Linked DNA regions of Mus musculus: regions 1 and 2 are each linked to region 3. The links are chromatin contacts, called in public HiChIP or PLAC-seq maps. All regions are on one chromosome and are shown on one strand. The core of a region is the stretch at or near the end of the contact, and the rest is flanking DNA. Distances in the headings are between cores, read along the strand shown. Region 1 overlaps Gm32898 (a long non-coding RNA gene). Region 2 has its middle 16 kb from the start of Gm32898. Region 3 overlaps Plxnc1 (plexin C1).

Evidence for each region. HiChIP or PLAC-seq counts read pairs in DNA pulled down with a chosen protein or histone mark.
Region 1: a contact with region 3 is called in an H3K4me3 HiChIP or PLAC-seq map of bone marrow-derived macrophages, with 4 times the contacts expected there. The contact joins two enhancer-like sites. A contact is called at or near these places in 3 of 115 datasets of contacts at active chromatin or transcription factors (bone marrow-derived macrophages, embryonic basal ganglia and microglia).
Region 2: an H3K4me3 HiChIP or PLAC-seq map of bone marrow-derived macrophages shows a contact between it and region 3, with 7 times the contacts expected there. The contact joins two enhancer-like sites. A contact is called at or near these places in 1 of 15 datasets of contacts at CTCF or cohesin (the NIH/3T3 cell line), 1 of 484 Hi-C or Micro-C datasets (bone marrow-derived macrophages), 8 of 115 datasets of contacts at active chromatin or transcription factors (bone marrow-derived macrophages, embryonic basal ganglia, embryonic forebrain and 4 more) and 2 of 9 other capture datasets (bone marrow-derived macrophages and liver).

The regions. Positions count from the first base shown.
Region 1 is chr10:94,602,443-94,607,023 of GRCm38.p6, forward strand. The region is part of intron 4 of Gm32898 (a long non-coding RNA gene); the gene reads right to left. Among named protein-coding and RNA genes, the nearest start is that of Mir7211, 19 kb to the left of the region's middle. Within about 2 kb of position 3,234, at least 49 of the 459 cell types and tissues checked have an H3K27ac peak or open chromatin away from gene starts, as enhancers often do. A contact at or near this core is called in bone marrow-derived macrophages, where this site is marked.
Region 2 is chr10:94,637,182-94,641,545 of GRCm38.p6, forward strand. No RefSeq gene overlaps it. Among named protein-coding and RNA genes, the nearest start is that of Gm32898, 16 kb to the left of the region's middle. Within about 2 kb of position 2,275, at least 30 of the 459 cell types and tissues checked have an H3K27ac peak or open chromatin away from gene starts, as enhancers often do. A contact at or near this core is called in bone marrow-derived macrophages and microglia, where this site is marked.
Region 3 is chr10:94,918,320-94,922,897 of GRCm38.p6, forward strand. It overlaps Plxnc1 (plexin C1), which reads right to left. Exons shown (of 31, transcript NM_018797.3): 2 at 4,311-4,451. Among named protein-coding and RNA genes, the nearest start is that of Plxnc1, 24 kb to the right of the region's middle. Within about 2 kb of position 1,387, at least 108 of the 459 cell types and tissues checked have an H3K27ac peak or open chromatin away from gene starts, as enhancers often do. A contact at or near this core is called in bone marrow-derived macrophages and microglia, where this site is marked.

The DNA.
Region 1 (4,581 bases), core at 1,984-4,483, 310 kb before region 3:
CCCTCAGCATGGACCAACTTAGCTAACAACCTGGTCTAACCCCATAGCCTCCAGAGCTTAGGAAATACATGGCTGTCCCTCAAGCAACATAACCTGCAGTTTTTGTCATAGCAGCCGGAAATGACTGAGAATATCTATACTTGTTTGTGTATAATTTCACACAGATGCGCACTTAAACCCACACTTATTTCTGCATCTGATTATATGTCGGCAATCAAGGGTGCACACCTCTGACATCAACCAGCATGGCTAAATTTATCCCAGCTTCCCTCCTTTCTGGACTTGAAACTCTTGCCTCCAACAAGGAAACCACCAGCTTCCACTTTCAGTGAAGGATAACTTTTGATGTTTCCTGGCTTCCATGGGAGGAGTTCCATTGTATTAAACCCATCGCTGAATAGAAAATATCCTAAGCTGAAATGCATTTAATATCCCTCACCTAGCAAACATCAGCCTTAACATATCCTGAGACCAGGAAAAGATCCATGCTCAGAACATGGAGTTCGCAGGCATGTTGCTTCCATGCCAATTCAGAGTTGACAAACTTTAAGTAGAACCTCAGAAGTCAAATTGTCTGCTCTCACTCACCTGACCAACCCTCTGTATACAAGTAACAGCTCACCTCTGTTGCCTTGAGTACACAGTGTTTGGTTACTCGCATGCCATGCTGGACTGCTGATGTGTTGGGTCACCTGCCTCATCCCGCTGGGGCCTCTAAAACCCTTGGCAGGTTGCCCTGTTTTATGTGCCTAGGACCTCTCATTTCTTTCATTCCATGAAACACTTCTCCTTGCTCACTTCTTCCCCCCCCCCCCCCCCCCCCACTGCTTAACTGCCATCCTCAAGCCCTGCTCTACACTCTAGGCTACCAACTCTTTCTCCACAGCCCCATGCCTGGCTCTGCCCCTCTGCTAACCAACTTAGAACTATATGGTTCAGGATGGGATAGGAAGGCAATAGGAACAGGAAAAGCAAGATCTCTATGCATGTTTCTCCTAGAAGCCATAGAAAATGACTAGGAGACACTGGGAAATACAGACCAGAAAAGAACCAGTCTTTCCCCTAGAGCAAACCATCACTGTCACTTTCCCTACAAAACAAAGCACACAAAGCAGTACTAGGAAAAGCTGCTGGTTTCTTCTGCTGCAAGAGGACTACGCAGCTGAGGTTGAAATGTTCAGAGGTCACATTTCCTCCCACCCATTCTCAGACACTACACCTGTGCCTGCCATGCTAGCTCCTATGCGTGTGCGTTATGTATGTTCTCTGTATGGCTAGACTTTCATCTGTCTTGTTTATTTTCTATATGCATTGCTTTGTTTTAAAACTGATAAGCTTTCTGCCTATTTCTATACTTAGGTCCTTCCATGGTGTCATTTTTAAGTGATTTTATTGCTTCCCATCATGTATGTGTTTAATCTATATAGTCTGTTGTTGGCTGACTGCCATATTTACTATTATAAATGAGCAACCTTAGCCTTACCATGCCAAGGGGGCTCCAGAAGCCGTTCAGTGTAGTGAAGCAGGTCAGCCACCTTACTTGGCTGGTAAATCGGGTCAACACATCTTCAGTTGTGTGTAATTGGCTGAAACAGTTGTGGTTTGCTTTGTCCACTAAGAAATACTCAGGGAAGGGGTGGCTAAACGAGGGTGCTGAACCTGAGTCTAGACAGTGTGACTGAGGCCCTCAGCTCGGTCCTAGAACCCCCTCATTCTCGTCGGGATCAAGAAAGAATCAAGAGACAGGAAAGAAGGAGAAGATTTTTGAATTTGTTTTTCCTTTGGATTTCTGCCAAGTTGGCTGGCACCTGCTGCCCTAGTCCCCCCACCCCCACCCCTGTCGGGACCAAATCAGTATTTTGTCTGGGTCCCTGGACTAGCAGGTGAGAATTCAAGCCACTTGTACAATCATGGACCTGGCAGAAAGAAGGTGTGTGGGACAGTCTCTGGAATGTCTAGTGTTTTCTTCTGGACAGATGTGGACCACATAGGAGAAACGTCTTGGGGGTTGAGTTGGGATGTACACTCAATGGGTATATGAGGGTAGGGTAGGGGGATCCCAGTAGCAGGAAGCCAAAGGACAGGGCATCTCCATGAGGCTTAGGGATGAGCCCCCAGGATATGTGTAACACCTTAACCCAGTCAAAAGACTGCAAGGAAGAATCTCCTAAAGTGACAGTGGAATAGGAGTCTCCCAGGGGCACCGTGAGAAGCCAGCTCTTTTGTCTGTGGAGATTAGTAAGCTGAGGCCAGCAACAGGAGTTCCCATGTTAGCCCATTGCTTGTCCTTTACCACCCCAAATCCCCGACCAAGCAGACTCATCAGGGAAGAATTGGAAAGCAAGAAGAGAAGAACATGCTGCCAAGCTGAGAAGTCAGCCATTGGTCCCTCTACCTCATCCGTGAGCTGGACATAGACCTGGTGGTAGTTGGGAGATTAGATGCAATATCAGGTCCATGGGTTTTCTGGGTTTGTCTGTTTGCTTGTTTGTTTGTTTGTTTTATTCACCTTGGGCTATTTTATTTTATTGAGACAGAGTCCCATTATGTGGTTCTGGTTGGCCTGGAACCTACTCTGTAGACCAGGTTGGCCTCAAACTCACACTGCTCACTCTCTAAAATGCTGGGATCGAAAGCTTGGACCATCACGCCCTCAAGGCTTGGCCATTTTAAACTCCAAGAACTGTGTCTGTGTTTACTACCAAAAGTGATCTCAGCCTGTTTCCCAAGATGAAGTCATGGATCTGGCAGAGTTTTTGTCCAGGTGTGTTTTATGTCCTGGGGAGTTCCCAGGGATGAGAGAGACAGCAGCAGCAGGTTGACTGTGGACAGCTTGTGAGCTGTTGTCAGTACAGCCGTTCCTCTTAGAGTCAACATGGAGTAAGCGTGGGGATCTGTGCTTCTCCCCACGTTGAACCTTCAGACCTGGTGAAGCCCTATTTCACTGAGGCGAGGGCCAAGCTCATCTGTATCCATCCTTTTCTCCACTGGCCTCATAGCAGCAGTGTTTCCCAACCTGGCCACGCCATGGCAATGTTTGCCCAGCCTGGCTACGAGATGGTCACCCCAGATCTAGGTTGTGCATCCTAGCTCACCCAAACACATAATTGCAGCTGCTGCTCTCTCTGTACTTATTACAGAGAGAGAAGGAAGTCCCTCCCCAAAACCAACCTGTGACCTTGGACCAGAGCTGGGTCACATAAGCACCCCGCCCTGCAACACATCTCTAGAACATTTTCACTTCCTTATTTCCTAAGACACTTCGAGCCACTATAAACTAAAATGGTGTCTCCACCCATGAACTGATCCCAATGAGATCATCAGTCACCTCACTGCTTGAGTGGGTACGGTGTTTCACAAACTATGTACTTTGATTTCTAAATCAGTTGATGCTGCTGGCTTCTTCTTGCCCCTTGAGATCTTGTTTGTCCCCTCACAGGGAGCTTCCTTTCTGGGTCTCCTACCTCTCCATCCCTCTTCAGGGTTCTGTGACTCTCTCAACTCCATTACAGTGTGTGTGTGTGTGTGTGTGTGTGTGTGTGTGTGTGTGTGTGTGTGAGAGAGAGAGAGAGAGAGAGAGAGAGAGAGAGAGAGAGAGAGAGAGGAGATGCCAGAGATAAATATTAGATATCATTCTCCATCTTTATCTTCTTCTCCTCCTCCTCCTTTCCCTCCATCATCTTTGTCATCACCACCACCACCACCACCATCATCATCATCATGATTTTTTTTGAGACAGGGTTTCTCTATGTAGCCCTGGCTGTCCTGGAACTCACTTCATAGATCAGACTAGCCTCGAACTTAGAGATCTGTCTGCCTCTGCCTCCCACGTACTTACTGACTTATTTTTATTTTTGAGACAAGTTCCCTCACTGAAGCTGGGGCAATTGGGCTAGACTGGCCATCCCCTGGGCTCCAGGGCTCTCTGTCCCTGCATTGGGGTCACAGAAGTGTGATGCCATGTCCAGCTTCTGGGTGGGTTCTGGGGATCCAAACTCAGGTCCTCCTGCTTGCATGAAGCGTCCTTTTCAAAGTGAGCTGCCCCTCCAGCCCCCACCCTACCCCCGCCCCCACCCCCGCATATGCTTTCTACACCAGCTCTCCTTGCATTCGGCAGCAGCCTGTGTGACAGATACCCAAACATAAATTCATCATTAGCACTCATCTCTTTTCTCCAGGGTCAATGTAGCCCCGGCTATCCTGGAACTCAATGTGTAGACCAGGCTGACTGGTTCCCAGCCTGGAACTCACAGAGATGCCCCTGCCTCTGCTTACTGAATTTGGGGATTAAAGTGGTGTGCAGTTACTCAACTCCATACTTCTAATTTCTGTATAACATCTCTGCCATGCATAGCCTTAGGCTGAAAACATCAAAGTCTTTCCCCTTACCTCTGGTGTTTTCGTATACCTCCACCTATCCAGACTGGAAGCTGGAGCCCTCACCATTGCCCACCTCAGACCCAGTCAGTACTACCTCCCAATTACATCTCAGAACTGCCACTCGCCATCTTGGCCACACTATGTTTGCCCTGTTTCCACTCTCTCTTGAGTGGTTCCAAACCAGTGCCTGTCTGTTCTGGT
Region 2 (4,364 bases), core at 1,025-3,524, 280 kb before region 3:
GTAGATGGCGTATATCTCGAGGTGCAAAGGAGAAATTCGGAGTGGAGATGTAAAATTCGTCATTATCAACACAAAAAGATATGGCAAGATCTGGATCCGGATTAAAAAGTTCCACCAGGGCCTGAGTGCAAAGATGAACAAGCAGACGCCTGCTGCTGATGTAGCTCAGTGTATAGAGCTCCTACCTGGCATACAGGAGGCCGAGGGTTCGGTCCCCAGCACCATCATCCAGTGGATGGGTAGAGACACACAGATCTGTAATGGAATCCCAGACACCTCCGATGTGTGAACTGGAGGATCAGGACTTCAGCCTCGCCCTTGGCCTCAGCCAGCTTGAGGCCTATCTGGACTACATTAGACGACATCACAGCAGCAAAAGAAAAGCTAGGCAAGAGGAGCCCTGGGGGTGAAGGTGTAAAACCCTCTGATGTTCAAAAGCCAGGAAGAGGAGGAGGAAATCTCAAAACGGGAGAGGGAGGAAGGGCAATCCATTGAAAACAGAGTCATGAAAGCTGGGGAGTCCCAGAGACGGAGGGAAGAGATGGCTTCACAGAGAGGGACGCAGGAAGCTTGTGTCTAGGACAATTTCAGTGTGCCGGTCTCCTGGCCAAGGGTGCTCTCTTATGACCCCTTCACATTCCCGAGGAAACCTTTCCTGTGAGCTGTGAGCTGTGAGCCTTGGGAGAGAGTTAAAAAGAGTGAGAGTTCTTATGTACATGGAATGCTGTGTCCAAAGGTCACCCCCATATCTTCCTACTCTTGAGTCCTTTGAGACATTGCAGCTGAAGTCACTGGCTACGGGTGCCCTTCAAGAAACGGAAACTTTTGAAGATCACAGACTGTCCAGTGTCTTGGGGCTCGTCCCTACAGTCCCTATCCAGCTGATGGGATTTTTCTCTATCTCTGTTCTGTTGAAGACAACTTCACACAAAGTATTGTATATTTCCTGCTTCTACTGTGTCTTCTTGACCAGACTATTTGCATCCGTTAAATGTTTTTCCCCCCTCTCTCCCCTGCTGACAAGATCCCCTCTCGTCATTTAAATTGCAGCTTTACATTCATCTCCATTCCCTGCCACACGCTGCCAAATTGGGAAATGTCTATTAGTCACTCTGCAAAAAAAATTTTTTTTGAGTGTCGGCTCTACAGAGCACTGTCATCAGCGCTGCACAGTACACTAATAATTATGACACAGACTTTGTCTTCAGATTCTATTCAAAGGTAATTCTGGAGAGAGAAAGAAACTAAGTGTGTGAAATGACAGGTAGTAAAACTACACAATAAATCACATTTTTAAAAAATCACCATCAAATCCTATTGATGCCCAGTGGGAGGAAAGGAAGATAGCGTTTGGGCAGGGCCATGAACAGATGAACAGGATTTAAATTGGAGGGAAGGAAAGAGGTGGACAATCTAAAATAAAAAATAAATGATGTCTGGATCGCAGGGAGGTCCATGGAAAGGTAAAGCCATTGCGGATGACAGGATGTAAGTGACTGGAATTGAACGGGGGGGGGGGGGGTTGCTCAGTAGCTTCTCAATAACGTAAAAGCGGTGTTAGAAGAGGAACTTGGAAGCCTGGGTCAGGATGAAGAACTAGAAGTCAGAGAAACCAGTCACAAGTCTGGTGTAATGCTGGTACAGAGCACAAGTACAAGTACTCCACAGGGCATTTCCCATCAACCAGCCCCACACAGCAGTGCCCAGGGGCTCCCAACTACCAGGCATTTAACCAACATATAGAAGACATGTTTCAGCAACCATGATTACAAGGATCATAGGACATATGAGCCAGGAAGGGGGACAGAGTCCAGCTATATAATCTTTCAAAATATATATCCTTCACAACATCACACAGTAAAGCCCCGCAAATGATGGATTTCAAAGGATGGGCCCAGGGACAGGCTTGCCAGGGAAAGGTACCTTATTTGGGGATGAAGACAATATTCCCAGGACTATCACAAGCAGGCACATGTCCAGCAAGCAGGAAGGGAGGCCTCTTTTGATACAGAAAGGAACTTTCTCCAGAGCCCCCTTACAGTGAGTGATGTCTTAGCTGGTGTCTCATTGCTATAATGACCACAGCCACTCTTATAGAGGAAAATATTTAACTGTGGCTGGTTTGTAGATTCAGAGGTTCAGTCCACTATCATCAGGGCAGGAAGCATGGCAGTGTGCAGGCAGACAGTGCTGGAGAAGGAGCTGAGAGTTCTACATTTTGGTCCACGGGCAGCAGGGGGACACACTGGCCAGACTTGAGCTTATAAAACCTCAAAGCCCTGCCTCCGCAGTGATGCACTTCCTCCAACGAAGCCACACCCACTCCAACGAGGCCACGTCTCCTAATAGTGACATTTCTTGTGGTCCAAGCATTCACACACATGAGTCTCTGAGGACCATCCCTATTCAAACCAACACAAGTGATCACTCTTCAGTGTCAACTTGACTGGGTTTAGAATTACCTGGAATATATACCTCTGGGTGTGCCTGGGTGGATACTTCCAGAGAAGTTTAACTGAGGAGGGAAAACCTACCCTGAATGTGTGTAATACCATCCCTTGGGCTTGGATCCCAGACTGAATGAAACCTGGGGGAAAAAGAGCAAACTTAAAAGCAACCATTACCTCTCTCGGCTTTTTCACTGTGGATACAGCATATCCAGCTGCCTTGAGCTCCCGCCACCACGCCATCCTTTCTTGATAATCTGTACCCTCAAACTGTTCCTTAAGAATCTTCTGCCACAGCTGGGCGGTGGTGGCGCACACCTTTAATCCCATCACTTGGGAGGCAGAGGCAGGCAGATTTCTGAGTTCGAGGCCAGCCTGGTCTACATAGTGAGTTCCAAGGACAGCCAGGGCTATACTGAGAAACCCTGTCTCAAAAAAACCCAACCCCCCAAAAGAGAGAGAGAGAGAGAGAGAGAGAGAGAGAGAGAGAGAGAGAGAGAGAGAGAGAGAGAGTCTTCTGCCACAACAGTAAGAAAAGCAATGAGTAAGCCCATCAGGCTTCTTAGAGCCCTTTCCTTGCCATTGGTAATCCGTCATGCTGGGCTGCAAGAGAAGCTGAGAGAGCAGACATTGCAGACTGTACACCGGAAGTGTGATGTTGACCACAGGGGAGGAAAGGGAAGGGGTTTTACCCCGCCCCCCCCAAAAAAAAACTCAGTGAAATACTAAACACAGACTTATTTTGCAGACATTGTTTCAGGTTCAAATGACTTCCGAATGACTTCTAGTACATTAAGCAAGGTAGAAATGACCCGTGGAGGGGGGTTTGGGGGGAGAATACGTCTCCCATTCCAGAATCTTCCAATTCCATCCCTCCCTGCAGCAGCACTAGATCTTGGTTGGAAACCTTGTTAAAAGGTTTAATAAGGAAATGCTCTGCTGTCTGGAGTCAGGGAGAATGTGAAGTTTAACTTCTGTCTGGGAAGTGGCAAACTGTAAGAAAGTTGACTTTGAAATTTGTCAGATAGGTCAGGCCTATTTGTAGCTTTTTAAAAAAGGCCCGAAATCATGGGGCTGACAGGAAGCGAAAGGGAAGCAGAAGCAGCCTGCTCCTCATCCCTAAAATTGCATCAAGTCCAAGTCTTAGAATAAAATAATTTTCATTTTCTTATTTCTTATCCTAGCCAGCATTTGGATCTAGACTTGAGTTCCTTGGGGGGACACATCGTCATTATGCAAGATAGGAAAAGGAAAGAAGCCCATGATTTTTTAATGCTATATTTATGAACCAAATAAATATGTAATTATAGCTAGAAACAGGGAAAGGGCAGGCAGTAGGAAGCAACTGGAAAAACTGCTGGCGTGGTGTATTAGTTGCTCTCTTTGTTGCTCGCACCAAAATGCCTGACAAGACACGAGGGGTGGGAGAGATGGCTGAGAGTTAAGAGCAAGTGTGGCTTTTCCAGAAGACCTGGACATGGTTCCTAGGACCCAGGGGACCCACCACTGCCTGTAATGCCAGCTCCAGAGAATATGATGACATCTCTTCTGGCCTCTGCAGGCATGGGCACACACATAGTAAACACACAGAGAGACATACACACCTACACATAAATCAGAATAGATAGATAGATAGATAGATAGATAGATAGATAGATAGATAGAAGAGAAGCAATTTAAATAAGGAAAGCTTTCCGAGGACTCACAGTTTATGAAGAGAGTCCACAAAAGCTGGGAAGGTATAGTGGGAGGAGGGACTGCTATGGTGCTGGGAGCTTGTTTACATCTGGACAAGTGAGGAAGCAGGGGATGCCTGTTCACTGGCCTTTTTGTGTCCCCAGGCCCATGAAGTGGTACCATCTACATTCAGGGACCATCCTCCCTCCTCATTTAAACTCTTGAAATGTCCTCACTAAC
Region 3 (4,578 bases), core at 137-2,636:
CCAGAGGAGAAAAGCCCAGGCTCTGGGGACAGATTGTTTCAGTTCAAATCACCTTGAACCAGCTGCCTAATGCCCTAAAGCCCCGGGATTTCTCATTGATAAAGTGGGGATGGTCATAGTATTGACTCATACGGATTAAATGAATTAACCCATGCTGATGCTGGTTCAGACGGCAGGTGCATAGTAAGAGCTCAGAAATGCCGGCTTTTATTAGTCCTTACCTGCTCCCTCCTTATTTATCTTTTATGCTTATAAGGAAGGTTAACGGGCATGCATAAAGTTACAAATTTCACATTTCATGCATATTCCTTTATTACTTAATTTTTTACCACCTGGAAACGCTCAAAAATCTCCCAGTTTGCCCTTGAGATTAGGAGAGAATATTCTTACAGGCAACAGAGTCAGCTCAAAGGAGTCCAAAGCACACGACAGACTCCACCACAGTTGGAGAAGCGATATGGCATGTGTTCCTAGGATGGTATACCCCATGTGACACGTGCCATGTGGATTTTCAAACACTGAGTTCAGAGTCGGCACACTTTCAGCTGATTTCAGTAGAGATACTGACAACTTTAAAAAAAATGATCACATAGAACCATATTCAGAAAGGGGGCAAAATGGAAAGATGATGGGGGAGGTGGGGTGCGACTTGCTACAGGATCCCAAAACACCTGCGGAGAAGTTGGTAGGGCAGGACCTTTGAGCTCCACATTTCCTCCCCTTCCCTACCATTTTACAAAGGCAGAAGTGGGGTAATAAGGGTGCTAGCAACCACAAAATCTCTAGGTTTCTCATGGCTCATCATTGAAATCTTACCTTTGGAGACAGTACTGTCTTCTTTGGAACGGGTGTGTGTGTGTGTGTGTGTGTGTGTGTGTGTGTGTGTGTGTGTTTAAAGACTTTTTATAGAGTGATCCAGTATCTCGGCTCAAGTTCAAAATTGTGTTCCCATATAACACCATGATAGAGCTATTTAAAAATACTGTTTACAAAGGGTTTGCAGCAGCATTTGAATATAAGCCTCTTCCCTCATTAGCTGAAGGAAAGGAGGATTCAAAACTGGATACAGTCTGACCTCAACTATGTAAAAAAAGAATCTAAAATGCTGACAGTGGTTGCCTCTACATGACGCAATTAAAGATCATTTTTATTTTGCCTTCCTCTTATCCCCCGCTACCCTGCAACTCTCTACGTGAGCTTATAGTTCTTTCACAAGCAGGGAAAAAAATATTATTTAAATAGCCTGAGGTTTAAAATGGCACCAAAATTATATTAAAACTCCATGAGGTTTGCAGAGACGGAAGAAGTCAGGTTCTTACTGGTGGTGATAAAAACAGCAACCGGCTGCCGGTTGCCTGCCTCAGATCCAGCCAGGCATATACTACGGTGCCTGGCACATGTCAAAATGCCTTCGCCTCTTGATCACTGCGAAACTGATGAGTCAGGCTGTGGGTGATGCGAGCCCTTTTTTTCCTCCTCCTCCCGCTGTCGGCAGCAGGTCGGGGTTCGCTTCTCTGGTGTCCATTAATACCTCCAGGAAGAGGCTTAGAAGCCAAGCTTGTGTCTCTCAGTGTTCATCTTCCCTAACGGTTCTGGGGAGAAGTGTGGCAAGAGGAATGGGAGGTTCTTTGGAATAAAAAGATCTGGGGATCATCTGGGCATGATTCTATTTGGGGGTGTTGGGGGGAGTGTTGGGGCCATCTCCAAGTCATTTCAAAAGCTATATCCAAGAATTTGCACATGGACACAAGAGACAGTATGAAGGGAATTACCTACTGTCCCTAGAGAGTAGGGTGGGAGGGAGACAGCCTCACCCCTCAGAGCCTCCTGCTGTGGGAGGGAACTATTAGAGACCAAGTATGGGGAGTGGTTAATCCTGGGTCAGGTCAGGGGTTCCCTCAATCAGAGGGTCGGCTGGCTGGCTGGCTGGCTGGCTCCCTCCCAACACACCATCCCCTGGCTAAGAGCCCCCAAAGGAGGAGCCTGGAAGCTGAGGCACGGACTGCAATGTCCCCACAGCAGAGAGTTATGAATCCAGCCTCTGACATTGTTCCAAGTTCAAATCCCTGCACTGCCCATTTGTAACTTTGTCCAATCACTCAACAATGCTAGGCCTCCATGTTTCCATCTGTAAAATGGGGCTGGTGAGAGAGCTGGATTATTTAACATGCAGGAAACACTGTAGAAATGTAAACTCATGAAACTGAAACCAAACATCTGTCTACCCTTGTTAATTGAACCCTGAAAATGAGACCAGATGGGGGTCTCAAAGTGGTACCCCATACAGACCATGAGGACGGCAAGACTTAATCGCAACCACCTTTCTATTAACAGCGTGAAGCTGCAGCTTGGGCCCACCCCCCGGCTTCTAGCAAGACTGAAACTCGGACAGCTGCACACACGAATGGCTGATCTGAATCCACAGGACAAGGGAAGCCAAGCCATCCCATGGGGGACTATTTATAGGCAAGTGTTCCTTCACCTCCAATTCTTCGTGTGACAGTCTGGTAGGCTCAGCTTGGGGAAACAGTGTTCTTGTCAAAACACTTGTCAAAAACATCCCAAATCTGAAGAGATAATTGGTAAGGAGACCCAGGCAAGACGGATAGAAACTTCCTCTGCAGGGTTAATGGGCCTCCTTGGCCTGACCAGGCTAGTATGTCCACAGGCATTCCTGTGTGTCAAGTGTGCAAAGATTGGTGGGTATTTCTCTATCTACCTCTCCTTTCCCCAGGAAATGAAACTAGCTCAAGGAGAAAGATGATCAATGTATATTTAAAAAGAATGTGTATACAAACAAATTCCCTCCCATATGTTACTGGGTTTCCTCCAAAGGAAACAGACTCAATCAAATGCCTACCCAGAACTCGGCATTGTGTCAGGCTGAGGGAATTCATGGCGCCCTTTACAGGAAGCTTAGACTCAAGGTAGGACAAACATGGACCACAGAGGCTAGGTATCAAGGCAAGACATCAATATAAAGTCAAGGAAGGGTGCTGGTGGTGAGTAGCTCAGGAGACGAGGAGAGCAAGACACTTCTGGGGGCTTGGACACCGTCAGAGAGAAGGCAGGACTGGAGCCAATTAGAGAACTCAGTAAAGAATAGAAAGAAGGGGGAAGCCATTTCCGGCTAGGGGTGGGTATGATCAAGTGTGGACACAGGACCACATAGCGGCTCACAAGCTAAGCTGGAGAGAGTCTGTGGGTACAAAGCCATCAGATGAGGAAAGGGTTGGGGTGGTTTTTTTTTTCCTGTCTTGCCTAGTATAATCTCATTTTACATTTAGAGAAATGGAGGCTAAGAGAGGCTAAATGATCCGCCTTAAAGGCACAGCTAGCTGAAGAGGGGCGACGGCTGCGGGGTGTGTGTGTGGGGGGGGTGGCAAACAGGGCTGCCAGTATTCAATTAAGAATCTGAGCTGAGGGTCAACTGAGTGGCTGCTGAGAGAGGGGGTCAAGCAGTGTCACCAGTCTAGGGTGACAGACACTGCGGTTCCTAGCCACGGCTGTTGCTGGAGGCCACGGGAGACACGCCATTCATGCTTGCTAAGGATGCTGACAAGAGGACCGCTGAGTAATTTCAGATGAACCCCTTGGTGGTTCTGATTTGACTTTCTCCTCCTCCTCCTCCCCGCTGCCCCTCCCCCTCTGGGTGAATTAAAAAAAAAAATCTCAGCTTGACCAAGGTTCATCTATACCATGGGGGAAAACAGTCCTATGAGATGAAAGGCCAGGGGAGTCTGGAAGAATTTCAGATCTTTAACCTCTCCCTGGTGTGTACAGGTACAGGGGGCAGAAAACAAACCCCCTCTGTGGGTGGCACAGGGGCTGGAAGGAGGGCACACCTGTTTCTTCTTCTTCTTCTTTTTCTTTTCAAGCCTCTAATCTCGTGTCTCTTTGAAGTTGTGAGAAATAAGGTGATTTGTGAGAACTGAAAGGTTAAACGTCTCAGGAAGGTGAGTCAGGGATGGGGTAGGGGCTGGAGCAGCATTCATCACACCCAGCAGCCGTGAGTAAGGAAGGGGGCACGGTGTGCCTCCTATACAGACAGCAGGCGGCTAGTGCCTCATTGCAGGGTGACAGTGTGAGGTGGCAGGAGCGGAGGGTCTGCGTACAGATTGCTACAATGTTGCTTGGGTCTGTGTACAGATTGCTACAATGTTGCTTTTTCAGAACAAGCAGAGCCATGTTAGGTAGAGTCTTGTGTAGGACTCGGTGGAGCCTGAGGGGAAGTTTACAATAGGTAGGCAGGTACTAAGAGGAGCTTATGAAAACTGGACATCTGATCGAAGAAGCACAGAGAAACCGACCTTCAGTAACTGGCCATCTCCGGTCCCCAAGAACAGAACAGTCCTGTTCATCACCACGGTGCCATAAACAGACGTCAGGTCAGAGTGGATCAGTGTAGACGATGCAATTGGCTGGACCCGTTCAGGCCGATCCCCTTCTTTCTACACAGAAAGGAACAAATAAGGAGGAGAAAAATGATCATTTTCTAACATCAGTGTTTCTCTTTATATTGATGAAGTACCACTCGCAAACCCTTAGGAAGTCTGCATTTCTGAGCCCCAGATACAT